Linked DNA regions of Mus musculus: regions 1, 2, 3, 4, 6 and 7 are each linked to region 5. The links are chromatin contacts, called in public Hi-C and promoter capture Hi-C maps. All regions are on one chromosome and are shown on one strand. Each heading gives the region's core, a stretch centred on a gene start, on an enhancer-like site or on the middle of the called end of the contact. The rest is flanking DNA. Distances are from core to core; before and after follow the strand shown. Region 1 holds the start of Syt3 (synaptotagmin III). Region 2 holds the start of Zfp473 (zinc finger protein 473). Region 3 holds the start of Myh14 (myosin, heavy polypeptide 14). Region 4 holds the start of Fam71e1 (family with sequence similarity 71, member E1). Region 5 holds the start of Nomo1 (nodal modulator 1). Region 6 holds the start of 2410002F23Rik (RIKEN cDNA 2410002F23 gene). Region 7 holds the start of Clec11a (C-type lectin domain family 11, member a).

Region 1 (3,606 bases), core at 398-2,897, 1.6 Mb after region 5:
TAAGGAGCAAACGGATCAACAGAGCCACACCAAAAGGCAAGGTACTCTCAGACGAAAGGAATGTGCCCCCAAGGGGCCACAGACTGAAAGTCAGGATGGGTACTCTGAGACCCAAAGGAAGGTTGGAGGCAGCCATCAACAGTAGGCAGCCAGGCTGTGGCAGGTAAGAGCATTTTGGGCAGCTGCAACATCATTGGTGGGAGGCTTAGGGTGGGAAACTGCTGGAGGGTCAGAGGAAGGAGAGTCAGGTGTGTGGCAGAAACCCCGAGCTGAGAGAAGGGGAGCTAAGAGGACAGATAGAGATAAGAGGAAAGGACCAAGTGAAGTCGGGTAGCCAGGGAAAGATAGACACAGAATTCGGAGTATAGAGGTTCAGGACAGAGGCTGGGGAACAGCGTGTACTTCATTATATCCGAGACATGGTGCACACACAGAGAGAAGTGAAGCCAGGGAGGCAGGGGTGTGGGCAGAAATACCTTCCAATGAGACACAGGTAGATCAGAAGAGAGAGAGAAAAGATGCTGAATTCCAGGTTGGACAACCAGACAATGGCTGGAGACCTCAGATACAAGGCAAGAGAAGAGAGTTGGGAACACAGACAGACAGAAGCATGGTCAGTTTAAAAAAAAAAAAAAGGAGAACAGGAGAGAGAGGTGGAGGTGGGCGAGGAGGGAGTAACACAAGGTAAGGTTTGGAGCTAGACATTAGACATCGGTGGGAAAGAGCCCCCCCCCCCCCCGAGGGAAAGAACGAGGGCCAGACAGTCAAGAGAAGCCAGGCTGCTAAGGAAGACTGACTGCCATTTGGCCAGGGTCAGACTCACCTGTGCTTACCCCTGCCTTGTCCTGGGTGGCAGCCGAGGCGGCGGGGGGCGGTAGCCCATGGGGATTGCAGGGTGGACGAGCCTAGCCGCTGCGGACCGGTCTCCACGCTTGCCAGGTGGCAAGAAGGGGGGCTGGTGACTGATCTAGGGACCCAAATCGGGAGGGAAAAAATCAGCCCAAGCTTTGCATCTTGCCCGACTCGAAGTAGCTGCGCGACCCCAGATGACCCCGGTGAGGTCCAGCCGCCCCCTCCCACCTCCGTGCCCCCAGCAGCTAGTTAAAAGCTTAGGGACTACAACTCCCAGCTGGTCTTGCTGCTAGTGCTACTGCAGCTTTATCGCACCAGAGCTGCAAGGGCTGCTGGGAGTTGAAGTCCTCAATGCGTCTCCGGTCTGCAGAATATGGGATTTTTTGGGGGAGTGGTGCTGGAAGGGTTAAAATGTCAGGGTCCCAAGACGCTGCAGGAGAGGGGAAAGGAGTCCAAGATCTCCAGAGGTCACGTAGCTCTAATCACTTAGGGGTCATGAGATGGGTCACTAATCCCCATACTCTGGGGATGGGTGGGCAAGGGTGAAGTGCACCCAGGTGTATTGGAATCAAGATCCCCCTTTTTCCAGGGCCACGTGCCCCTCCCCTGGAGCGTCCAGCTGGCACTGCAGACTCAGCTCCCCAGCTCCAGATGCGCCCCTATTTGCACCGACCTCCGCGCCCCCACTTGGGGCCGCCCCCTTGGGATGAGGTTGGGGCGGGGGAGGGGGAGGGGCGGACTCACCGGAGCCCCGGCTGCTGCAGCCCGGAGCGCGCGCGCGCCCGCCTGCCCGCTGCCGCGGTGCCCGCCTGGCTCCTCCCCACCCCTGTCGCAGCTCCTCGGCTCCTCCCAAGCCCTTTCCCCCCCCCTCCCCCGCCAGCCCATGCAACCCAAAAGCCAAAATCCGTATGGCCCTAGTGTGCACCTCCCTGGACTCTGGTTGCAGTTTCGCCCCAGTTGAGAGGCCACCTGAGGGAACTAGAAGGTTAGGATTCAGAGGTCCCAGGCCACAAAAACTCCTTTCTCCAGGGAGCAAGATCTCAGGGTTTACAGCTGAGCAGGCTGGAATGAAAGCTGGCCACAGTAAGTCTCATATTTTAGGTAGAGCCACAGGCACTGGATTTGAATCCTGCCCTAGTCCCCTTGAGACTCTTAGCATCCCAGATCCCGATGTCCAGCACAATACAATGAAATTATCTCCTAAGGGATGTAGTTTGAGAAACCAGTCAGTGTGCATCAAAAACACTGGCACCAAGTGGGTGCTTAATGACTACTTACAGGCACAGAGCATCCGGTTTTTACCACATTAATAGCAGCTAATGAAAATTGCCACTCACCATTACCAATGTTAGGAGTTAAGAGCTTTGAAGATGGCTTCTCATGGAATATTCACTTTGGTATAAGGATGAATGCAATCAAGGTATTCCCATTTCACAGAACAATTGAGGCCCGTGGAGATTCAATTCCTCCCACGAGGTCCTGATCTACACAAAAGCAGCCCAGAGGGGTGGCTTGGAAGTTAGTGTCTCACTCAATTGCTATTGTCCTCCCGCCAGCCAGTTATACAAAATAAACACAGCTTCCAAGGCCTGATGGCAGAGACCTTTCATCCCAGTTGCTCTGGATGGGGAGGGAAGAGGATAGAAAGTTCCAGGTCAACCTGGGCTACGGATGAGTTCAAGACCAGCCTCTGCAGATTGAGTGAGACCCTGTCCAAAAATAAGAGAGAGCTGGGGATGTAGTGCAGCAGTAGAAGCCCTGTCTAGAATCCTCCAGTGAGGAGCTGGGGGCATTGATGAGAAGTGGAGCCTTTGTCTAGTAGAATCTCCCAGGAAAGCAAAGCGCTTGGTCTGATAGCCTAAAAAACCAGTGTTTGCTTGGCATATCTGAGACTCTGGGTTCAAAGCAACTCTTCCCCTTGTAGCGTATGCATGCAATTTGCAGTTGTTATATATCAGAAGCCTCCGAAAAAGATAGCTGGCTCCATCCAGGGTCCATGTTTATGCTGCTAGCATCTTCTCACAGGAGTCTGAGGAAGCATGCACGGGGGCCTGGCCACCAAAGGTGCGGCGAACGGCCTTAGTGGCTAGTCAGCTCCATGCCAGCCATGGAGCTCAGCCTGACCAGGCGGTGACACACACTCAGAAATGTGCACACAGATGGGCTTGCCAGCTTCACGTGACACATCTTCAAAGAAACACTGTGAGTCTGAGGCAGCTCAGATGCTGCGAGGCAGCTGCAGCAAGAACCAGCCATCTGTGCGACTCGGGAAAATGCATGCGTGTTTAATGCCAGCTCAGCACACTGTATGACTTCCGCTGGGTTAGTTCCTAACTGCCTTACTTTTTCTCTTTAAAAATGAGGACGATTTTTAAATTAACAAACAACGAACAAACAAAAGTTTGGACACTAGGCTTTACTCTGAAGTCCAAACCAGATGAGAACTAGTAATCCTCCTGCCTCTGCTTTCTGAGTGCTAGTACTGCTGGCTGGTACCACTACACCCCACTAAGATGATGATAATTGGTACACACGTGTGCATGTATGTGCATGTATGTGCGTGCGAATGCATGCACATGCGATGTACAGGTATCAGGGTGTCATCTGTCTCAGTTTTTGGCTGGCTTGTGAGATCCATGGATCTATCTGCTTCTACCTCCCAGAGAGGAAATTAAAGTGGGGGCTTGCCACCACACCTGGCTTTTTATGTTGTTCTGGGGTACAACTCATAACATGTTTGCTCAGTAAGCACTT
Region 2 (3,835 bases), core at 1,135-3,634, 1.3 Mb after region 5:
CACCAGGTAGCCTCTATCTCTTCAGCCTATCACAGCCTAGGCTGTCATCTCCCCCTCTTTACTGCAGTCACATCCTAACTACAATGACCATCAGCCTCTACACCTTGTCACTGTGGTTTGTTAACCAAACAGAGGTCACAATGATCCAGTTATAGTCAGTTCCGAGGGTAGGCTGGAGGTCTCGGGGATTTAGAATGCACTGTTCTTCCAGAGGACCCAGATTCAGTCTCCAGCACCCCAGTCTGATGGGTGGCTCACATCACCTGTAACTTCAGCTCCAGGGGATCTGACACCCTCTTCTGGCACTTGCAAATTCATGCCATATACACAAACAGAGCCCATGACGAGTGCCACGCCATCTCTGATGATGGTAAACAGCCACAGCCCTGTGGGTGAGCCGTCAGCAAATGAGCTCGGGCAGGTAAGCGTGGGCTGAATTGCAATGTAAATTGCAAGCAGAGAAAGCCTCTCTCATTTTCTAAGACATTCTAGATGCAAACATGTAGATAAGATACCATAGGAAAAAATATTATACAATTGACTGCAATTTCTGTCTGGCACCTCAACCAACGTTAGAATGTAAACTAGTTGTGCAGAATTTAAAAACATCCATCTTTATGATCTTTAATTTTGAGTATGTGTGTGTTTGCATGTGGGTATGTGTAAAAGGTCTTTGCTACTTTGTGAGTTCTTTTTCCTGCCTTTATTCTCCCCTTCCCATTTCACCCCCTATCCCTAGGTAGGAGAGAAAGAAGGACAGAGGGAGAGAGATCAAGAACTCTGAATCTAATTTCTTCTTTGAGCACAACTACTAACAAACTGCAATACCCCCCCCATCCCCCACCCCCACCAAACAACTCTCACGGTACCCAGTTGAGGCCCTAGTATTTACAGACTCTCTGAGAAGTTCCCAGAATTCCAAACGTCACACAGTTGTAGAAACTATGTGCAGCTGGCAAAATCATGAGCTGCTGGAGCAGGAGGCAAAGCTTAGTCAGCTGCGGAGAAGCAGCCCCATAGCCCCACTCCTGGGATTGAAACAAAAACATATTCTTATATTTCTGTGTTTTTTTTAAAGAAATGAAAATTCCAGAATTTTCACTACAGTTATGTGCATATGAACCCGTGTGAAGGCCAATCCCTAATTCCCTAGAACTAGGGTTACAGGCAGTCATGAACTGGGAACCAACTTGAGTCCTCCGGAAGACAGTAAGCACTCAAATATTGAACCAACTCTCCAGTCCTTAGGCAGGGCTGGATTCTTTTTTTAAAGACAGTGTTTCATGTAGCTTAGGCCGACCTTGAACTTTTGATCCCCCAGCATTTGAAACTTACCCAAGCGTACATCCAGCTTTAATTAAACTGAGGTGCCCATTACTATGTAGTCCATCCTGGGCTGTCCTGGAATTCACTATTCTCAAAAATCCTCCTGACTCAGCCTCCCAAGTGCTAGAACATTGCTGAGTTTAGAGCTACTCCTAGGGGAGGTGGCAGTTCGGGTATATAATACAATAAGTGTCTGTTGCACAGATCCTTGCATACAGTAAGTGCTCGGATCTTGAGTGTTGAGGTCTCCTGTCTAAGGCTGCACATTCAGTTCCGACTACTGATACTCAAGTCGGCTTTTATTATGCACCCATTTGTTTAGTTCATTTATCCTACGTATGACCATCAGCTTGCTACCATCTATGCTCCTGTTGCAGGAACGCAGCACAGCAGAGTACCAAAGGCTAAATTCCACAGGTGTGGGACTAACACTTCCCTAAGTAGCAGAGACTGGACCGGGCCCCACAATCCCAAAGAAACCAGTGACGAGGTACCCGTGGAGGCGGAGGCGGAGTGTCTGACATTCCTCACAGGCTCCGCCCAACACCTTCCCAGCAAAACAGAGGAAGTGGGTGCTCCCCCCACTCCCGCCCCCGAACCCCAGCCTTGGTCGGCCTCCGCCTTCCTCAGGCAGTGACGTCACAGGCTGCCGGGCGAGCGGCTCCTCATCACTGTACTTGTGAAAAAGCCGTGGGCGCCGGGGTTTCTCACGGCCCGGACTCTCACTCCGATCCGGAGCAGAAACTTGGACTCACCTTTACAGTTGCCCCGCAGAAACTTCCGGGGAGGGAGGGTGAAGGAGGGGCTGCGCGCGCATCCCCCACCGGCCGTGCGACAGCAGCGAGCAGACGCGGCCTATTTCCTCTAATACAGGGCATCCGGACAAGCTGTGCCCTGCTGGAAACTCCATTTCCCAGAAGCCTGAGCGACACGCCTGATTAGTCCATCCCCCTAATTGCTCACCGTTATTCGGCCTTCTCTGGGGCGGGCTTTTCCTTCTACTGCGCATGTCTGACGTCAATCTTGATGAAATACGTGACAGCCACCAATCAAAGGTCCTGTTGTCATTTTTAAACTCTCCTTGCTTCTGTGCTCTCTCTGTAATCTCAGTTTTGCCTTCAAACTGTATCTATGGCAACCCGCTGTCACCTCCAAATGGAATTTTCGGGGTGTAGAAGGTGAAAGTAGTCCTATAACAGGGTAGTGGGCCATCCAACCTTGGTGTCACTTAGCCATGAATCTGTTTCCTCTCTACTTCCTAGAGGGCTCAGTGGGTGGAGACCACAGGTGGTGGGTCCTGGAATTTGGCGCGGAGTTACCTGGGTGGGATAAATTTGAGGAGAAGTTTCTGGAACCGGAACTTCCTCGGAGGAATTTCCCCCTGTACTCTGAGGGAGCCCTCCTCATGAGGAGTTGGGTTTTCTTGGGATCCTGGAAAGCATATGTTCTTTGGGTTGCCAGCCATGCTGAGGTACGGAGACACGGAGCCATGCCGAGGTACGGAGACTAAGCCCAGGCGCCCATGGCCTTAGTCCTCTGTGGCCGGGGTGGGAGGCCCTGACAGAATGCTGAACCCTTGAGTGCTCACAGCCGGGCGTAGGCCCGGCTCTTAAGCGGGGGTTTCCTCTCGCGACCAATACCTACAATAATGGCCCAGAGACATCTATTGCTTCAGTTTCGGGGTATCAAACCCCCTCTTGGGCTTCTAAAGGCACTTAGGTGTACACACATAGCACTTTGAAGCAGTCATAAACAAATTTAAAAGGAAAGATTATTTGTATCTATTATTTGAGCATCTCAAATATATACTGTTATGTTCTATTTAAAAAGCCAGGGAAGCCAGGGATATGTTTGGTAGGGCGAGGTATGGTGCTGGGGAAGGGGGTGCCTCTGCGGGCCCATGCTGAGGCATCCCTTCCCCTTGAGGTACCAACCACAGTGGGTATAGTGTAGAATAGAGTTTATTTAGGGCATGGGGAGGGGAGTTGAGAGGTAGTAGAGACAGAGAAAGGTAGGGAGAGGGAGTAGAGGCCGGCCATGAACACGTGTAGAGAGAGGGGAATAGGGCAAGAAGGGACAGAGAAGGAAGAGAGTGTGGGGACTGAGGGGCAAGCAGCCCCTTTTATAGTGAGTCAGGCATACCTGGCTTTTGCCAGGTAACTGTGGAGTGGAGTGTAGAAGAAATGCTAACATTCCTTTGTTTTGGTTTAATTTTAAAAAAGGAAAAATTAGAAAGAGGCAACGGTGAAGCAAAAAATAGGGTCATCATGATCTTTAGCTAACTTTCTGTTGTTATTGGGGCAGTGTGTCTCTGGGAAACCTAAGAAGATGGGGGTGGGGATGTTGGTGAAGTCTTAGGAGAATTGGCTGTGTCCTTGCTGCTCAGGGTCTGTGGAACCAACTGTGGATAGATCAGAAGGAGCAGGTCCAGTAGAAGTATCTGTGGCTGTAAGAGAAAATTGGAGCATCTATGGGTTGTTTCTCTGGAGCTGTCTTATGTGTAGATTTT
Region 3 (3,826 bases), core at 704-3,203, 1.4 Mb after region 5:
CAGGAATTGATCTCACTGAGGCAGCCCGGTCTCTGTGCCCACGCCTGTAAAATGTGTGCAGCAGCAGGACCAAATGCATAGAGCTGGTGGGTCCATGTTGTGGGATTTAATGTACAGTGAGAGCTTAGAACTGTGTGTGTTCTCACTAAATGTTAGCAGGCATTAGAGTGGCATGGGTTTGCAGATCAGAGAAAATCCCCGGCAACCAAAGCCTGCTAAGCCATGTGTGGTGGTGCATACCAGTCATTCCTACACTCAGGCGGCAAAGGCAGAGCGATCAGAAGTTCACAGTCATCCTCTGTTATGCAGGTAGTCTCACCTCCCCTTAGGCTGAGCAAGCAGAACTGAAGCTGCCTCTGCAACCAGGCCAGTAAAGACAGATGATGACATCACCAGTTGCTGGGTAGATTTAGCCTTGATGGAGTGGATGATATCCGTAGTTGGCAGGTACGGTTGGTTGGCTACAGACACCTGAGCTGTCATGTCCAAATGGACAATAGAGTGCCAGGATGGCAGAGCTGCAGAATGAAACCCTGTCTCCGAAGCAAAGAAGCAGGCCTGCAGCAGTGGCTCAGTGGTTAAGAGCAGAAACTGTTCTTCCAGAGGACCTGGGTTCAATTCCCAGTACCCACAGGACAGCTCAGAATCATCTGTAACTCCAGTTGCAGGAAATTTGACATCCTCTTCTGGCCTCCGACCGCACTGTATGCACACAGTACACATACATATATGCAGGTAAAAAAGCCATACACACACACACACACACACACACACAGAGAGCCATACACTCACACACATACACAAGGAAACAGCAAGTTTAGGAGACTGTTCAAAGCTGAGGCAGACCCAAGTGCTTAAGGGACTATGAAACAACACGAGCTAAGCAGTTGGAAGACAAGGTGGAGTGTATCTATGTGGTGAGGGCTTTGGGGACTTTGGTATTTACTTATCGTTTGTTTGCTGATTTATTTATTTTTGCAGTAAGGTGATGTAAACTTAGTGCTTTATAGCTCAAGTGCCCTATAACTGAGCCACATCTTAAGCCCTCTTTTTGTACTTTGAGACAGGGTCACACTAAGTTTCTCAATCACTTTGTTTAAACCCATGACCTCAACTCATTGCAGTCCTCCTGCCTCAGCCCGGCAATGCTAGCTAGGATGGTAGGTGTGGTCCTCCAGATGAGGTTGGGGTTTTTGCTTTGTTTTCTGAGACAGGGTCTCCTATAATCTAGGCTGGCCTAGAAATCTTTACATAGCTGTAGGATGACCTTGAACTCCTGATCCTCCAACCTCCAGTTCTCCAGGGCTGGAATGATTCTCTGGTGCCATCACTCCTGCTTTGCAAGGTGACTGGGTGGAACCCAGGGCTTCGTGCATGCTAGGCTAACCCTCTACTGAGTCTCCATATAAGGTCTCAATCGCACCAAGTTCAAGGCTTTAGTGAAATTACGTAGTGGAAACGCTTCACACATCTTTGAGCTCAATAAATGATTCTGACCCATCCACCTGCTTTGGGTCTGCTCACGGTCTGCACTCTACAAAAGCAGTTTCTTGGTGTGTGTCCTCACGCCGGCTCCCGGGGGACCCAGGCATTCCGGCCTCCCGCCGCCCCCTACGGGTGCGCACAAAGGCATCCATTCATGCCTGTTTACAAAGCAGCCCATTCACCCTGTCCCCTTGAACCAGCAGCTGCTGGCCGCTCCCCAAGCATCTCTATTGGTGCTTCCTGCTGGCCATCAGGCCCGGGTCCCGCCTACTGCCGCACATTCTCGGCCAGGTTCTTTTCCCACGCCTGGCACGCTTTGCCAACTTCTGATTGGCCTGGCGCGCCAGCCGCTCTTTTTGATTGGGCAGCACTGAGCCCCAGGGGCGAGGTCTGAGCGGGCCGCAGCAAGTGCTGATTGGTCTGTAATGCCTACCTGTGGGTGGGGCCGTCCACTGCAGGCCCCGCCTCCTTTTCTGTCCAGGCCGAGGCCTCTGGACCGCCCTGGGCGCCGGTGAGTGTCCGGGGACCTCCCCCCCGTGGTGCGCCCCAAGGGTTGGCCAGAGCCTGTCAGACCTGGGGAGGCCGGAGCCGGTGGGGTACAGCGGGGGGTCTTGGAGAGGGGTGGGTCAAGACATTCACCCTGGGTGCAAGCGACCCCAGGGTCAGGGAGAGGTAAGGGGAAGGTTGTAGTCACCCAGCCCGGATTCCCACCTTGTGCCAGACAGCCTGGGGTCATCTCTGACAGCGTCACACGGTCTGTTCTGCAGAAGGGGAAACTGAGGCAGTGCTTGGAACGTTGCATGATAGAACACCTGAGTCATGGTCTCCATTCCCCAGCTCTCAGGACTACCGTGTCAGATGTCAGAGGAGGAAAAAGCTGTGGACCAGAGAGAGAGGGGTCGCGACAGGCAGGGACAGGAACAGAGAAGGATGTGTTTGGCTGGGTGTCCCAGTTTGTTTTGATTTGACTTGGTTTAGTTAGTTGTTTTGGTTTTTTGTTTTGTTTTGGTTTTTTGTTTTTTTGTGAGTTTTTTTTGTTTGTTTTTTTTGTGTTTTTTGTTTTTTTTGGAGATAGCTTCTGAACTCACTGTGTAGACCGAGTTGACCTCAACCCCCAACCTTCCTGCCTGAGCCTCTCAAGGGCCGCGATGACAAGAGTGTGCCACCAAGCCTCACAATGGACATGGGCACTTTAATGTATAACTAAACTCCCCTCCAGTGTAGGAGAATGGATTTGAGGTAGGTTTGTGTGGTTTCCATCTCACAGAGAGTGAAGATATAGACTGGACCGAGGTGGGGAACACAGGGACCTGGTGTGCCTGGCCCTGTGGCTTTTTTTTTTTTTTAAACATCATAATAGTAATCAGGAGTTCAAGACCAGCCTCAGCTACATGATGAGTTCCAGGCGAGCCTGGGCTACTTAAGACCCTGTATCTGAAAAACAAAAAACAAAAATAAATTGTTCTGTAAGCCATACCTCTTAACACCTCTTAAGCCACAAGTTTATCGTAGGCATGATCACCCGATGTCTCCTCCTCGATCACCTTCTCGATTGAGGAGAAGACCCAAGCCTGAGGCTGGCATAGCATTTTGACATCATATCTGAGGATTGGGGCATCCCACTTCCAGGGTTCAGGAAACTGAGATTCTAAGAAAGAAAGAAAGAAAGAAAAAAAAAAAAAAAACCACGATAAAACAGAACAGAGACCTGGGTCCTTTTCCTCAAATAATTTTTGTTGATCTCATGAGCCTCAATTCCTAGCGAAGAAAGTGAAGGTTCAGAAGGCTGGAGGGAGATTCGAACCCTAGCATACTTAGTCCGGCTCTGTGCCAGCCCTTCACCTTTGCCCACAGCCGCCCACTTGGCAACAGGTTCTATCTTTGCTGGCTGCTGTGCCAGGCCCCGCCCCCCGCCCAGCCCGGCAGGTGTCAGGAGACGTCAGAACCCGGTCCTGCCTTCCTGACGGGAGAGGCCCCACCTCTTGCTGGACCGCAGAGCCGGCCTCACCTGGGTGCTGGAGAGGATCTGGACTCGGAGGCCTCCCCATCTCTACCGCCAGGCGCCCAGGTAGCCTCGGGATCCGCGGGATAAAGGAGCTATGCCATAGGGCGCTGGGTCGGGACGAGAGGGAGTTAGGATCCATGCTCCCAGAGCGATAATGAGCCAGGTACCCCAAGTCAGAGGGAAGAAGCTGAGCGTGGAACCCAGTGTCTGAGCGAGGAGAGCAGAGGTCTGGACCCTAGTGTCTAAAGGAGGAGGGCTGAGGTCTGGACTCATGTGTCTGAAGGAGGAGGGCTGAGGTCTGGACTCATGTGTCTGAAGGAGGAGGGCTGAGGTCTG
Region 4 (3,705 bases), core at 378-2,877, 1.5 Mb after region 5:
CTCAATTTGGCCTTGAACCTGCAATCCTGTTTCAGCTGCTCAAGTCTTGGGATGACAGGCCTGTACTATTAGGCTTGGCTTTTTTCTATTTTCTCCCTGTCTTTCGTGAACTGAGATAGGATGAGAAAGGATTCAGGTCTCCAAAAATACCACAGTATGTACATGTCCTGTAAGCGTGTACACGTTTCCTGCATGCAGCTGAGGCAGGGCAAGGCCTAGGCTGGGGGAAGGGGTGTTCTGTTCTATGTGAGGTTTGTACTTGGTGGTATTGATTTTCACAAGTTTTCAGGAAGAGGGGCAGAGTGGACAGTGGACTGTGGGACCCTGGGCCGTGGGCCCAGTCTTTGAGCTTTACTTTATCTCTCTGGGACAGAGTACCTGGAAAGCAGAAAGCACTGTGTAAACAGCCACCATCCTGACCCTGTGATGCCACTGAGGGCTGTCCTCCCTCATCTCGCCTGACTTCTGACCTCTGTGAAGTGCCCTGCCATTTTTCTTAGTGAAGAGGTTTGGTGGTGATCTTGGTCCCTGGGTGGCAAAATGGCGGCAGGGAGGTTGGAGGAAGTTGGGACTTAGAGGGGCAGTCACCCGAGGAGCTGCAGGTGTCCATTCTCCTTGTCAGGGCCGGCCAGCAGCAGCAGGTCTGGCAGCTCCAGGGCAGGACTAGAGGCTGCCACCCCCATGGTGACCTTGTTGGCGACTTCTCCAAACCGGGTCACCTGGGGCCAAAGGTTAAGAGGATCGATAGATGGAGAACAGAACTCAACAGGAATCTGATTGGGTCTTGGGGATCTTGACAGAGTGAAAGGTCATGAACTAGGGGAGATGAACAGTAGGTTAGGGATTGGGAATGTGGCTCAGAATATAAGCACACATGCCTAGAATCCCCCGGTGCAGGGCTAGGGTGTGACTAAGGGGTAGAGCTCCTGCTGAATAACGAGTGAAGCCCAGAGTACCAGCCATATTACCTCTAAAAAGGAAAAAAAAAAAAAAAAAAAGGCTTGTGGGCCAAAGATTTTAGGATTAAAGGACAAGAACCATATGTGTACAGTCAAGGAAACTGAGACAAAGGCTTCTGAAGACACAAAAAGCCCAGCGGGCTCAGAGGTGATGTGGATCACTTGGAAAGAACGACAAATGATGGGGGAGATCCGTACATCAACGGGTCGGAGGTCCGGGGCTCCACACCTGCACGAAGTTGCTTTCAAAGATGGGAAAGTCGCGCAGCTGGTCGAACTCGCCGCTCAGGAGGTGGCGTTGGAGGCGCCCAGGGCGGCACGGGGCGTAGGCTGGAGCCAGGGGGCGGTCTGCAGGGGCGAAGCGCGAGCATCCATCCCAGGATGCCAGGTACATGAACTCTGACCGAGGGCGCATGCGGGGCAGCGGCCTCCGCATTGCTGGTCCCATACCTTCCCCGGCTCCCTCTCTAGGGCCAACCCCTCCAGGCAGAAGTCCTTTTGTCACCTTCCATCCCCTCAGAACTGGTCTCACCTGCTCCGCCCCGAGCGGCCTTAAGATCTCGACCGCCCTTCATCGCCACGCCCCGGCCCTGGGGAGGAACGCCGAGTGAAGCCTGGGACAGACAGATAAAGGGTGGGGCCTAGAGCTTGTGACTTTACAATAGGGTGCCCGGCGTTCCGTGACGTCAACGACGTCACTTCTCTCCCAGGTGGTGTCACCGGGAACGTGAGCCCTAGAGACCCGGATGGAGAAATGGCCGCCCTGACTGCGGGAGCAGGCGGACGGGCGCTAGTGCGCAGGCGCGGCGTGCGGCGCAGGCGCGTGAGCCTCAGGATGAACCCTGTGTTTCCTAGCGGGCTGTATGGCTCTCGGTTTTTCTCAACGCTCCCGTATGGTGGCCGCGGGTGCCGGGGTGACCCGGCTGCTAGTGCTCTTGCTGATGGTAGCCGCGGCTCCTAGCAGAGCCCGAGGCAGCGGCTGCCGGGTCGGGGCCTCCGCGCGTGGGGTGAGTGCTAGTGGCCGGGGCGGGGCGGCCTCCTGTGGGCGCTAGATGGACCCCATCATGAATATTCATGAGAGGATGTGGTTTGCTCGGAACCTGAGCTGCGTGGAGTAGTGGTAGCTAGCCTCTCATCTCCGTGCTTGGGAGGCTGAGGCTGGAGGATCAAGGAGTTTGAGGCTAGCTTGGATTGCTTGAGATTGTCTCAAAAATACAAAAATGGGGGTGTGATGGTGCACGCTTTCAATACCCCTATTCGGGAGGCAGAGACAGGTGAATTTCTGAGTTCGAGGCCAGCCTAGGACAAAGGGAGTTCTAGGCCAACCAGGGCTACACAGTGAGACCCTGACTCAATAAGTAATTAATAAAGATATGGCAAGGAAGCAGTGCTCTAGTGCTAGGGTTGGAATCATGTTTCTGAATATGCACGAAGAAGTCAGGTCCTTCAGGAGCCAGAGTGCTGTAGGATGCCTGGCTAGGAGAAGCTTGAAATTAAGACATCTAAGGCTTAGGCCTGGGTGTGGGGTGCAAGGTCACCTTGGGCTACCTAAGGTCCTGTTTCAAAAAAACCCCAAAAATAGGGTGCTGGAGAAATGAGGGCCAAGAGAACTGACTGCTTTTCTGGAGTACCTGGGTTTGCTTTCTGGCACCTACCTAGAGGCTCACGACTGTCTGCTAACTTCAGTTTTTGGGGATTGCACATTCTCTTCTGGCACACCAGGTACCAGGCATGCACACAGGGCACATAGGTACATGCAGCAGATATCCATACACAAAATTAAAAAAAGAAAAATTACAAAGAAATTAAGCTGATGGTGGTGGTGCTCATGTGTAACCCCAAGCGCTCAGCAGACGTAGGCAGGAGGATCATCTCCGGTCTGGATCAGGGAGTGATTTAGTGGGACTCTGCTTCAGAACCGTGGGAAAGAAAGTGTGGATCTAGGATGTGCCAGAGAGAAGTGGGCTTCTTGCCAATGTGAATGGTCAGAGTATTAGCATGTGCAAAGGAAGTGAACTCGTGAATGAAAACCTGAATGACCTGGGGTGGGGGGCAGAGCAAGGTGGTATTTACCTGTAGTAGCAGCACGAAGAGGTGGAGGCAGAAGAATTGTGAATCAGAGGTTAGCTCGGGCTGTGCACTGAGACTCTCAAAACCAAAAAAACCAACAAAAAGATAACGACCCGGGCATTGGACATGAGAATAACAAGCTTTTAGAGTTTTCTTTGGGCTATGGAAATGGACTGTGTCATGAGAGGCAGTCCTGGGCAGAGCACCTGTGATTGGATGTGAGCATGCAGCTACGGCCTGTCCTTCAGCCTGTCCTTCTGCCCCGCCCAGAGCGTGAGTGGTTCTTACTTGGGGTCCTTGTCTCCCTTGCAGACCGGGGCCGATGGCCGTGAAGCTGAGGGCTGTGGCACCGTGGCTTTGCTGCTGGAGCATTCATTTGAGCTCGGTGAGATCAGTGTGTCTTCAGCCTTACGCCTGCCCTTTGGTGGCGAGGGCGGAAAGCACAGACAGGAGAGGACTTGTCTTTAGATGCCCCATGCCTGTGGCTTCAAGGTTTCAAGGGTTTAGTGCTTGTCAGTGTGCCCAAGGGCCTGGGTTGCATTTCTGCTAATGAAGATTATAAACATACACATATACATATATATGCATATGTAAATATATACACATGCACCACATGTACACTCCACACATATACTGATTCATACATATGTATGCATATGTACATGCATATGTACAT
Region 5 (3,866 bases), core at 620-3,119:
GAATTCCAAATGTCACACACTCACAGAAACTATCTGCAGCTGGCAAAATTTGTCCTGCTAGTGCCTGAGGGAGATCATCATCAGATACTGGGGACAATCTGAGGCAGCCCCATGTCCCACACATGGGATTAAAATGACAACATATAATATTTTTTGTGATAAAAAAAAAAAACTCAAACTCTCACTATACATGTATTTAAGAAGCCCATTAATTCAAAATCAAAAGCATGGCTGCCATACTTCTCTCTGGACCATGCAGTACAAGTCTTTTGTGAAGTACAGCTCAGAAAACCCTCCGTGGAGATAACATGCATGAGATGTCTGATGTTGTAAGCAGAGATTACAAAAGGATGGGTTGCTTCAGAGAGGAGGACAAGGAGCCCTAAGGCTGGAGCACCACAGTTCACAATGGACCACAAAACCTACTCTCTGCTCTCGTAATCCCTGTTAGTGCTTAGGGGTGAGGTGACTGTCCTCTGACACCCCTGACTGTCCTCTCCTTCCTCTCAAAGCTGCAGAAAGCTCAAGCTGAAAAGCCTTCCAGGGCAGCTTCTGAGATGCCCAATGCTACAAAGCCAGTAGGTGGCACGGCCCCTGGTGACATGGAACCAGGACATACTCCTGTAATCCAGCACTGTGGGAAACAGAGGCAAGAGTGTCCAGAGTTCAAAGCCAGCCTTGGGTATATTGTAAATCTAAGGCCATACTGTGTCTCAAAAAATTGGAAAATCAATTATAAATCAACCAACGAGGTAGAGGGACTCTACAGAGAAAGCCTGGAAGATGACAGTTGATTCTCCGCGTCGGGAAATCTTACACCACCTCTAACCCCACCTAGAAGAAAGGTAGTTTGAAGAAAGGCTACGCCCACAGGAATTCAGGGTGGGAACGGCTTCTCACCTTTTCCCCCCGGCCCCACTGGGTCAGCTCAAAGGGCTCTCGGGTGCCCTTCTCTTTGGCACCTCCACATTTCTCCTCCTTGGGCACCAGTCTTTACCTCTTCCCATCTCCCTCCTTTCTCTGGCAGCACTACCAGCCCTCCTGGGAAAACCTAGCCTAGCTCTCTCTCCAATCCCCTGTGTCTACTTCTACCCCACCCCCTCTTCTCACAGGCTTTCTGGGTCAGAATCCCACCGGGTTGATAACCACTTCACATTAACTTTCGACTCAGTCAAAAATAACTCCACAAATCTCTAGTGTAATTCCAGCAACTATGCAAGGTGGCTGGCAACTTTAAAAAGGAGAGGTGGGGAAGGTAGGGCAGCTTCGCAGCCCCAGAGGTTGTTACACTGTTCCATGTCAGGACTTAGCAATGGGAATCGATCATCTTTAAATTCATCCCAGGGAGGATGGAGGAGCGGTAAGTCCGAGCCTTGGGGTCTTTAGTACGGAGAGTGACACGTGTGGTTTCCAAGTTCTGCAATATGGGTTGGGCAGATTAGAGTTTCGGAGGTCCTGGTATGGGGGAGCCGGGGTCGGGCAGACCCTCTCGGCCTTCCCGCTCCTCGGCGCGGCTGAGGAAGAGTGCAGAGCAGCCGAGAGCCTGGCCAAGGGTCATCCAGCCCACCCGGCTACGCGCGGCCGGGGCTCACCTCGATGAGCGAGTAGTTGATCTCCACGTCCGACTTCACGAAACCCCCGCAGCCTACCACGATGTCCTCGGAGCCGATCGCGCGCCCCGCGCCGCTCAGTAGCAGCAGCAGCAGCGCCGCGGCACACCGGCCCGCACGCATGGCCCGGCCTCCGCGTGCCTACCCTCCGCAACCCGCCCGGTCCCGCCCCTCACACCGCACGCAGCCGGCTCCTTCCTTCTCCTCGCTGGGCTGACAAGCCCAGGACCCGCCCCGGAGCTGCTCTGCGCAGGCGCGCCGCGGCCCTGCGCCCACGCCCCCAAGAAAGACCGACGCGACACGCGATCCGCCCGGAATGATGGCCGCTTGCGCCTCTGGCGTCCTGGAGGACTCTGCGCAGCCTCTGGAAGGAACAGCCCAGACAGGCTTCCACTTCAGAGTCATCGTCACGGCTAAGAGCTTTTTTGTTGATTAATGTATTCAACAAAGCCCAAGTCTTTTTGACTCACATATTTCACGCCAGATGTAATTTCAAAAAGCCCTTTAGAAATGTGTTATTTAGTTCTTTTTCCCACGACGCCATCTCTTACCAGTGCTTGACTGTATATTAAAATTTTGTTTTAGCCAAACAAGTCTAAGGCTTGCCTGAACCACAGGGCACATTCAAAACCAACCTGGGCAACTTTAGCCCTGCTTGGGTTACATAGAGAGTACTAGGGTAACCAGAGAGTAAGGGTGGGGGGTTGGGGGGTGTCTTGGGTTGACGGCAGTCAGTAAAGTGTCTCACAATGATAAGGATCTGAGTTTGACCCCCAGAACCATGCTAACACCAGCAACCTCAGCACTGGGGAGGTGGAGACTGGAGGACCCCCGGGGCTCACTGTCTAGTCTAAGGGGAGAACAGTAAGAAGCTCAGTCTCCGAGGATGTGGGTCACCTTCCTACCTGACAGTGATACTCCAGGCGTCCTCTGATGGATGTGCTGGGGCAGAAGGTTTATTATAGACATCTGGGAGAGCACAGCCAGAGGCGGGAACATCTGGGAGAGTCCAGAGTGAACGTGACCCTGAGCCATGAGAAGAGACAGGGAGGGGAAGGGAGAGTGGAGAGAGGGGAACCAAGTGCAGCAGCCAGGAGGCACAGAGGTGTAGCCCTGGAGAGTTCAGGGCAGGGGATGGGGGATGTCAGCCATGGTGGCCCTGTAAGAGTTAGGAGCTGAGTGTTGCTGATAGAACCTGGGGGCCAGGTCCGCTTTAATATGTTAAATAGGCACCTCAGCGGTGTGTCCCAGGTTTGACACCTCACACTGCTTCCATGATGGACGATAGAATTTGAGGTAATCTGGAATCTGTGTTCCTGGGCCATGGCTCAAAATGGCTCCAGAATAAACTATCTATTATTCCCCTTAAGATGAGAGCTCTGGTTTTGTGTTGACACACCCACACATGTGCACATAAAGAAATCTGTGCATCTGGCTTCTTTATTACCAATGATGTATTTCTGTTGACATGGTTTTCCATTACAAATGATGCTGTACTTGGCTTTGAGACTTCATCTCACTAGGTAGCCCTGGTAGGCCTCAAACTCACTTACATCCCCCTGCCTCTGCCTCCTGAGTGCTGGGGATTAAAAGCATATACCACCTACCTGGCTAAATGATGTTTTCTTCTGCAAAACATATTAACTAAGTTCATAATTATATTTAAAAAGATATTTATGGGGCTGGAGAGGCGGCTCAGCGGTTAAGAGCACTGACTGCTCTTCCGAAGGTCCTGAGTTCAAATCCCAGCAGCGACATGGTGGCTCACAGTCATCTGTAATGAGATCTGATGCCCTGTTCTGGATGTCTGAAAACAGCTACAGTGTACTTACATATAATAAATAAATGAATCTTTTTTTAAAAAAGATATTTACGTTTTATTTTGATCCCAACTCTAACTTGTATAGAAACACTTTGAGGTTTTTTTTCTCTCTTAAGCCTGAAATTCATCCAGTTTAATTGCCTTTGAATTCATTCTCTCAAATGAATTCATACACTTGAATAAATAATTTTTTATGCCAGGAAATAAAGCTGCTGCAGGTTAGAGCAATCAGTGCCAGGGGCGGGGGGGGGGGGGGAGGGGGGAGTGACACTCACAGGAAGAAGGGCCATGGCTTCTCTGTCCTCACCACCACCTCCACCTCCCACCAAAACGGACCCAAATAAACAGAGAGGATGTGAAGTTTCACTGACAGCAGGCTTGCCGCACACAGCTTGCAGACGCAGTTGCGAGTTCTTCGAGAGCCCTCTCCTGCT
Region 6 (3,779 bases), core at 166-2,665, 1.8 Mb after region 5:
TGTCCTCAAGGGTGTTTGGAGCCCAGTGCTAAACATCACAGGAGCCTCAGGCCTTCTGCAATGTCAAGGCTACTTGCCTTCAGGGATGGTGGCCAAGCTAACACAATAGAAAAGATTGACAAACACAAAATCCACTAGAGGCTCCAAGTTCCCCAGTCCAGTAGGTCCATAGAGATTCCCTATGGACATGATGTTCTGTCTTGGTTCGTAACCTTGAAAAACACAACCTGCAAAGACACACATCCTTCTGAGGAGCCTGGTGGGAGAACTATGGGGGTTCTACAGAGCAAAATGCAAACAAGCAAAACCCTGCTGAGATTTTATATATATAATATAGGCTTATATACATATATATATTTATATAAATAAATAAATAAATAAATGGAAGGCCCAGTGACTTACTCAGCGAGATTTGAACCACCCTGTGAAAGCTGTCTGGGAGATGATTTAGCAAGGAACACAAAGAGAACAGTAGGATTCCCAAGAGGAAAGAGTTTAATCAAGTGTGATAATGGCACTGACCAGTAAGTAGGCAGAAAAAGATTGGTTTACAGGCAAAGGTGTGGTTAAAATATTTTGGGAGAAATATGTAATTTACTTGAGTAGCTGAACCGAAAATGCTTGTACCATCAGGCCCTACAAGACCATCCTGTAGCCATTGTATTAGTATTCTTGCAGGTGAACAAAGGCCTGGCTCCCTTCCTCCTCGTCTACTCCTACCTGCTGCTCCGAAGCAATCCAGTCCTCCACGTGCACTCACTTCCGCCTTGGTAACTCCGTATCGTGTATCTGCCCCTACACCCCATCCTCCTCCAGCCCTCATGTGTTCTAGGTTGCACAAAATTGCCAAAATCCCACACGGGGGAGGGGCAGTGGTAGAGATTTCCTACGGAGAGAACCTGCAGGTAGCACGGGGCTGTCACTGGGAGGAAAGATTCTATGTCACACACCCCCCTCCCTGTCGCCTAAAAAAAAAAAAAAAACCGGGAAGATGGCGGACAAGACCCGCGACGTGAGCAGCAGAAATGGCGTAGCCCGGCTAAGGCAAGACAAAGGAAGGCCTGGCCCGGCATCCCAAGCTCCACAAACCTGGCGAAAGGCATTGTCCCGAAAGTACCCGCATCCGCCCCTTCGAGAGAAACCCTGGTTCCAGCCCGAGCACGCCCGCGGCCCCAAGCAGCGCCCTTGAGCCCGTCCGCGCGACAGGTACACCCGTGACCAGGCCACGGACACCTCGGGACACGTGCTTCCCAGGGTGCAAAGCAGCACCACCGACTGGAAGGTACCGAGGCCAACACCGTGGAAAAACTCACCGGGACAGACCTCACCTCACACGCGATCGCCACAGGCGCGCGCCACCGCCGCGTGTCCCCATTTATAGCGCGCGCTGCCCGTCAGCCCCACCCATCGCGCTCGCAAGGCCCCGCCTCCAGCGGCTCTTGGGCCCCGCCCTGAGGTAGCCCACACTTACGCCTGAGCCGGGGATCCTGCTTTCACGGTGGCAGAAAGAATAAACGTCTGTTGCCCTTAGGACATTCCTGATCAGGTGATAAGGTACGTTGTTCCCAAAGAGGATGAAGAGAATGAAGAACATATCTGAAAGGTTCTTCCGTTACTTCCGTCAGGCAGCTCTTAGACAGCTCCCAAGGAGAGGGCGGGACGAGAAAGCCCCCCATGGGGTGGGGGTTTGGCCAGAACCGGAAATCCCCCGACTTGCCAGCGCGGCAGGCTAGCTCGTTTTTGCTGCAGAAGCTGGGGTCCGCTAAAAGGGCCCACCCGGCAGTAGTCGCAGCTGCGGCGCGGGAGGCAGGACCAGCACACACTGGCAGACTTTTAGGGAACCATGGGTGTGGTGTAGTTAGAGGGCTGGGTTCTGTGATGTGCGGGCCCGGAGCGGGGACGCTAGGGCGGAAAGGAGGGGAATTCCCTGTGCCAGAAAGAGGGCAGGTTGGGGTCTGGACCCCTGGGTGTGAGGGAGGGTGGGTGGTGTCTGGACCCTTGTGTATGAGGGCGTGAGGCTGGAGGGCTGCACTACTGGGTTTGAATCTGGAGGCTGAGATAAGGACTGCTGGGTCTGAGGAAGGAGGCGGAGGGCTGGAACCCCTAGGTCTTGGGGGATAAGGGTCAGGGTTCTGAATACTTGGATGAGCTCGAAGTGGGTCCTCAACCACAGAAGTCATAGAACATTTTTTTTTTAAAAGTCTGCACCTCATACCAGTTCTCTCTTTCTTCATTTTGCCCTCCAAATAGTCTATGTTACACTCTTCAAGCTCTAGATTCCTTAATGTGACCTGAGTATTCTTTGTTTAGCTGGCCCTCTGCTCATTAGGGCTCTTTCTCATTCCGCTGGGGAGACTGGCCTGGGAACCTAGTGGTCTGAAGTAAAGGGAAAGATTCTTCTCTTAGGTAAACGAGTTTCCATTATTGCTGCTGGCTCACACCAGAGGAAAGTCAATAGTTTGATGAGACAAGGCCTCTCTCTCTAGAACAGGCTGGCCTTGAGCTCAGAAAGCTCCCTGTCTGCTTCTGTGCTTGGCTCCCGTTACCACATTGATGGTTAATATGGTCAACTTCTCCAAATCTGGTATTACCTAGGAAAGAAGCCTTGGAGCATACCTTGTGGAGAGTTATCTAGGTTAGCTTAGCCGCTGACCATGCACAGGTTATCTTAGTTGGGTTAGTTGACCTGGGAAGGCACACCCACTATTGGGGAACCATGGGCTGCATAAATGGAGAAAGCTGAGCACCAGTGTAAATGTCCCTCTGACTGCAGATGCAGTGTGACCAGCAGCCTCCTCAAGCTCCTGCCTCCTTGACCCTCACCTTACCTCTCCATGTGATGAACTGCACTTTGAACTGTGAACCTGTCCCCTTACGTGGCGTTTATCAGGGTGTTTTATCATAGCAACAGAAAAATAAGACACCTTTCTCTTTCCCCATAGCATGGACCCCCTTACCTTCATCTATGGGCACATACATTGCATCTGTCTGCACAGTATTGACACTGTTTATTTGATTACTTGTAGATCTAGTATAAGACAGAGTTGTTACTCTGTTTAAAAATGGACGCATTTGCTTGGGGAATGTGGCTCAGTTGGTAGAGTGCCTGTCCAACATGAAGGAAGCGCTGGGTTCATCCCTAACATTAGACCAGGCATGCTTGTGTCCACCTAGAATGCCAGCAAGAGACTGAGAACTTAGATTCCATCTTGGCTACATAGTGAGTTCCAGACCAACCTGAAATACATGAGAACACATCTAAATTTTTTCCTTTGAAAATACAATGTGCTTATTTTAGATTTATATGTATGAGTGTTTTGCTTGCATGTGTGTGTGCTTGGTACCCTTAGAGGTCAGATGGGAGTGTTGAAACTGGAGTTCTGGGCAGTTGGAAACCGCCATGAGGGTTTTGGGGATCAAGCCCTGGTTCTCTGTAAAACTCTTAAAAGCTGAGCCATCTGTCCAGACCCTTGTGACTTTTTTTTTTGATAACTCAATTATACAGTTTTTTTATTTTTATTTTCATTTGTCTGAGTGTGCACGTTGGGGGGGGGATATGCATATGTATGAATGCAGTACCTGCAGAGGCTAGAAGGGCAGAGCTGGAGTTACAGGCAGTTGTGAGGTATCCAATATGGATGCTAGGAACCATACTCATTCTTCTGGAAAAGCAAGCAAGAACTCTTAACCACTAGGCCATCTGTCTTAGGGCTTTATTGCTGTGAAGAGACACCATGGCCAAGGCAACTCATAAAGGAAAACACTTAGTTGGGGCTGGC
Region 7 (3,850 bases), core at 1,345-3,844, 1.7 Mb after region 5:
ATACCGACAGCACCCTGCAAGATTGACCTACACCATACTCCAACTACATACTTAGATCTACCTACAAGAAGCACGGTAGACAGACCTGTGTGCTGTCCGAGCCAGCTCACCCACTCCACTGGTCATCACAGGTGTTTTTGCCTGTTTGCCTGTACACCCTGCCCACAGCACACCTCCCACCCCCCCAGCTATCCTTGAGTATACTATAGGTGCCAGGTTCAGTGACTTCTTTCCTGTCAAAGCACACAGAAAGGCTAAGTAATTTGGCCCAGGCCACCCAGCTATAAAGAGGTGGTATCAAGGGTGAAGAACACAGAAGGCTGTCTCCATCTTCTCCACAGGCCTGCTATGGTGTTTCAAAGAACATACCTGAAGATGTATACCCTTCTGCATTCTATAACGCCTCCAATTTCACACACATGGACACACAAAGCTAATTGTGTGCAGGTAGTCAGCTTTCTCCTACCTGGTACATTCACAGAGGAAGGCAGATTCATTCAGCATATTTCAGCCCTCTTCAGCCATGACTTCCACTTTGCCCAGCAGCGTCCCCAGGGCCACTAGGGAACACCAGCTCCTACAGAGGGTTGTTCTAGATAGTTTCTGAGTTTGTCTTCAGCTGCAGCTTCTCTGGGGCATCCTGGGATAAACTGGAGTTGGTACCCAGCTTAGAGAGGCCCTCATCTTGATGCACCCACCCAGGTGCCGAGCAGCTGCGCCCATGGAGAACAGCTGCTGGTGCTGGTACATACACTGAGCGGCTATGAGGCATTCTGCAGTTTACAAAGCCCCTCTGCATTATATGGAGGTCTCCAGCTTCCGAAGAGAGACCTCCGTGCTACAGATGAGCATCCGAGAGGCTCCGAGAATCAGTTGGCTGCCCAAGGTCACTCTGCCCTCTGCGTACTAGGCTTTCTTGAAAACTGGTGTGTTCCTTTACAAGGCCCCTCATGGGACTCACAGCAGCTGAGGGCAGATGTGAGGTACCTGCTTGGAGCCAGCAGCCTTGGTACATGATGCCACACCTGTGACCTCCATACGGCTGCCATGTCTCCTCTCTGAGCTTCTTTGCTTTTTCCTTGCAAACCCTGGGCCCCTAGATCTTTGGCTCATGAATTGGCAGGACCTGCGGGACTAAAGCTCTGCAGGACTCATGAGCCTGGCATGGTGTGGGTAAGGCATGGCCATCTACTCTCCTGGCATTGGAACCTTCCACTGCCCTCAGCGCCTGCACTCAGGCAGACACCTTGAGAACTCCGGTGCAACCTAAACACAAAAGTCTGATTTTTAAGGCCTTTTACCAAGCTGCTGTAACATTGGTCTTATTCATCAGTTTAACTGAGTACCAACTAGGTGCTAGGAAGTCCTGCTTTGATTTGGGGATACAGAAGTAGCCCCAAAATCTATGCCTTGGTCTGCAAGAGACAGATGTAAATAAACAAGCCCATACTGGTTGGACCATACCTAGAAGAAAAGGGGGCATTTTGAGAAAGCATCTCACATGGTGGGCAGAGCTGAGGCTTCAGTAATGAGAAAGAGCTGAGGGAAGAGTTTGCAGAAGGAGGAAAAGGCTAGGAAGGACAGAGTGGTGATGGAGGGTGAGGGGAGATGAGGTGAGACTGCAGAAAAAACGGTTCTCTCCCAGGCCCCAGCCCTGCAGGCTGCACTGAGGACCGAGGAGACCGCGGTTTGGCTTCTCTCCTGCTTCTGATGGGAAGGTGAGGAGGCAGGGGCGTGGGGAGTAATGTGATCTGATTTATGGTTTGGAAGGATTGCTCTGGCTGCGGCAGGCAAGCAGCCCAGATTGGAGGGGCTCTGTAGAAGGAGGGAGAGTAAGGGGAGGCCACTGCAGTGGTCTAGGCTGGGATAAGGCAGCTTGCAGAGGGTTCTCTACTCACGGCCAGTGCTTGGTTAGTATACATACTGGAGATACCTGCTCTGACTGTCAACCCTTCTCCTCCCTTGATGGGGGAACCACTGGGCTCACTACCACCCCTCCCACCCCAGCATCAACCTGCTCAGGGCCTGGCCTGCAGGAGAATCTTGTAGTTACACCTTTTAAGCAGCACACATGCATGCTGTTCACACATATCCCCACAAGCAGGCACCACATACAAGGGCTGGTAGGGCCAGGACAGGCCATCTGGGTAGAGGATGGGAGAGCCCCGGAGCCTGAGAATGTTAGAAGAGTCCCCTTCATTAGGCTGTGTGGTCAGCGGTGACCACAGGATAATAGCAACCTTAGCATACTCTCTGCAGTGTGCCCCCTCCTCAGGAATGGCCAAGACAGAGAGAAGTGAACAGTCCAAAGCTGGCATCCTATCATAGCCTGCTTTGTTCTGAGAAGACTCCTGGACCAAGGCTGAGGCCTACCAGTACCAAGGATGCCCTGGAAAACTTTCCCCATCTTCCTTTTATCCATATAAGTGCTTGTACTTGCAAAAGGGAGGAAAGAGGGCAGAAGCAGAGGTCTGGAAAGTGGCAAGGGGTGGGTGTGGGTAGACCCAAGGCGGGATCAGGCTTTGGAACGTTGGAGGTTTCCGGCCACAGAGGCAGAGCCTCCTGGAAGCCAATAGGGGCGGGGAGACTCACCAAGAGAAGCTGAGGAGATCAAAAGTTGAGACAGAGCAGATCAGGAGGGAAGGCAGAAGAGAAAGCCTGGCAGAAAGAAGGTCCAAGGGGCTTGTGAGCTGCCCACCAGACTGGGACACTTGCTAGGTCTATACAGCAGTCCTACCCCTGGCATTCTGACCTCTCTACTATTTGGGTGCTGGGAAGCCCAGCTGGATGCAGGCAGCCTGGCTCTTGGGGGCCCTAGTGGTCCCTCAGCTTTTGAGTTTTGGTCATGGAGCCCGAGGTCCTGGGAGGGAGTGGGAGGGAGGCTGGGGAGGTGCCCTGGAGGAGGAGAGAGAGCGGGAGTCACAGATGTTGAAGGTGAGTGTTGGAGGGGCACTGTGGGCTTGAGATGAAGTGTTCAGATGGGTAAAGAAAAGTAAGGGGGTTTAGATGGAACAATGGGTTCAGAAAAGAGCTGAGAGGGTAGGCGGGAAGGAAACTGACATGCATTCTCTGACCCAGAATCTCCAGGAGGCCCTAGGGCTGCCCACTGGGGTGGGAAATGAGGATAATCTTGCTGAAAACCCTGAAGACAAAGAGGTCTGGGAGACCACAGAGACTCAAGGGGAAGAAGAGGAAGAGGAAATCACCACAGCACCTTCTTCTAGTCCCAACCCTTTCCCCAGCCCTTCTCCCACACCAGAGGACACTGTCACTTACATCTGTGAGTATTCAGAAGCCAGGGTGGCCTGTCTGTCAAGCACTGACCCAACTCGGAGGCCAGACACATCAAAGGGGCCCAAGGTCCCCAGATGTGTCTGCCTGTCAAGAGTTTAACCCACTGAACTTCATAGACATGGTCACACATCCCACAGATCGCCTCATCCAATCCGCTTTTGGGAGTCTGAGGGCCGTGCCCTCCATGTCCTTAGAGCCCTTAATTGTGCCTCTAGTTGTGCCTTCTGTCTTTTCACAGTGGGCCGCTTGGCCAGCCTCGATGCAGGCCTACACCAATTGCACGTCCGTCTGCACGTTTTGGACACCCGTGTGGTTGAGCTGACCCAGGGGCTGCGGCAGCTGCGGGATGCTGCGAGTGACACCCGCGACTCAGTGCAAGCCCTGAAGGAGGTCCAGGACCGTGCTGAGCAGGAGCACGGCCGCTTGGAGGGTGAGTCTCAGCAGCACAAAGAGGGCCTAGGTGGGAGGAGGAGACCCATGGAGGTCTGAAGACCTGGAGAAAACGGGTATCAGGATACCAGAGGGTCCACATAGAACTGGGAGGTGCTGGCACATC

Evidence for each region. Promoter capture Hi-C pulls out the DNA fragments that hold promoters and counts their contacts. Hi-C and Micro-C count contacts between places; a contact is called where the count stands out from the background. Capture Hi-C pulls out chosen DNA fragments and counts their contacts.
Region 1: a contact with region 5 is called in a promoter capture Hi-C map of liver, with 5 times the contacts expected there. The contact joins the promoter of Syt3 here to the promoter of Nomo1 in region 5. A contact is called at or near these places in 2 of 39 promoter capture datasets (liver and pre-B cells) and 2 of 9 other capture datasets (adipose tissue and liver).
Region 2: a promoter capture Hi-C map of liver shows a contact between it and region 5, with 6 times the contacts expected there. The contact joins the promoter of Zfp473 here to the promoter of Nomo1 in region 5. A contact is called at or near these places in 2 of 39 promoter capture datasets (liver and pre-B cells), 1 of 484 Hi-C or Micro-C datasets (muscle stem cells), 2 of 115 datasets of contacts at active chromatin or transcription factors (astrocytes and thymic regulatory T cells) and 2 of 9 other capture datasets (adipose tissue and liver).
Region 3: a promoter capture Hi-C map of liver shows a contact between it and region 5, with 3 times the contacts expected there. The contact joins the promoter of Myh14 here to the promoter of Nomo1 in region 5. A contact is called at or near these places in 1 of 39 promoter capture datasets (liver), 1 of 115 datasets of contacts at active chromatin or transcription factors (pancreatic cancer cells) and 2 of 9 other capture datasets (adipose tissue and liver).
Region 4: a promoter capture Hi-C map of liver shows a contact between it and region 5, with 6 times the contacts expected there. The contact joins the promoter of Fam71e1 here to the promoter of Nomo1 in region 5. A contact is called at or near these places in 2 of 39 promoter capture datasets (both in liver), 2 of 484 Hi-C or Micro-C datasets (B cells and liver) and 2 of 9 other capture datasets (adipose tissue and liver).
Region 6: a contact with region 5 is called in a promoter capture Hi-C map of liver, with 6 times the contacts expected there. The contact joins the promoter of 2410002F23Rik here to the promoter of Nomo1 in region 5. A contact is called at or near these places in 1 of 39 promoter capture datasets (liver), 2 of 484 Hi-C or Micro-C datasets (CD4 T cells and regulatory T cells) and 2 of 9 other capture datasets (adipose tissue and liver).
Region 7: a contact with region 5 is called in a Hi-C map of CD8 T cells, with 9 times the contacts expected there. The contact joins the promoter of Clec11a here to the promoter of Nomo1 in region 5. A contact is called at or near these places in 2 of 39 promoter capture datasets (both in liver) and 1 of 484 Hi-C or Micro-C datasets (CD8 T cells).

What each region holds. Positions count from the first base shown.
Region 1 is chr7:44,382,167-44,385,772 of GRCm38.p6, reverse strand. It overlaps Syt3 (synaptotagmin III), which reads right to left and starts at 1,647. Exons shown (of 11, transcript NM_001114116.1): 1 at 1,597-1,647; 2 at 824-967. It also overlaps a transcript of 1700008O03Rik not described here.
Region 2 is chr7:44,746,898-44,750,732 of GRCm38.p6, reverse strand. It overlaps Zfp473 (zinc finger protein 473), which reads left to right and starts at 2,384. Exons shown (of 5, transcript NM_001289836.1): 1 at 2,384-2,823. It overlaps Vrk3 (vaccinia related kinase 3), which reads right to left and starts at 2,104. Exons shown (of 15, transcript NM_133945.1): 1 at 2,082-2,104.
Region 3 is chr7:44,668,970-44,672,795 of GRCm38.p6, reverse strand. Myh14 (myosin, heavy polypeptide 14) reads left to right here and starts at 1,953. Exons shown (of 42, transcript NM_001271540.1): 1 at 1,953-1,996. It overlaps 2310016G11Rik (RIKEN cDNA 2310016G11 gene), which reads right to left. Exons shown (of 5, transcript NR_152106.1): 2 at 3,494-3,597; 3 at 2,963-3,133; 4 at 2,197-2,362.
Region 4 is chr7:44,494,517-44,498,221 of GRCm38.p6, reverse strand. Fam71e1 (family with sequence similarity 71, member E1) reads right to left here and starts at 1,627. Exons shown (of 5, transcript NM_028169.2): 1 at 1,492-1,627; 2 at 1,189-1,307; 3 at 589-719. The coding sequence starts at 1,534. Emc10 (ER membrane protein complex subunit 10) reads left to right here and starts at 1,804. Exons shown (of 7, transcript NM_197991.3): 1 at 1,804-1,966; 2 at 3,342-3,414. The coding sequence starts at 1,853.
Region 5 is chr7:46,031,699-46,035,564 of GRCm38.p6, reverse strand. Nomo1 (nodal modulator 1) reads right to left here and starts at 1,869. Exons shown (of 31, transcript NM_153057.4): 1 at 1,593-1,869. The coding sequence starts at 1,733.
Region 6 is chr7:44,244,358-44,248,136 of GRCm38.p6, reverse strand. It overlaps 2410002F23Rik (RIKEN cDNA 2410002F23 gene), which reads right to left and starts at 1,415. Exons shown (of 6, transcript NM_025880.4): 1 at 1,314-1,415. LOC115486841 (a small nucleolar RNA gene) reads right to left here and starts at 47; the gene lies at 1-47.
Region 7 is chr7:44,305,703-44,309,552 of GRCm38.p6, reverse strand. It overlaps Clec11a (C-type lectin domain family 11, member a), which reads left to right and starts at 2,594. Exons shown (of 4, transcript NM_009131.3): 1 at 2,594-2,934; 2 at 3,079-3,280; 3 at 3,533-3,724. The coding sequence starts at 2,788. It also overlaps a transcript of Shank1 not described here.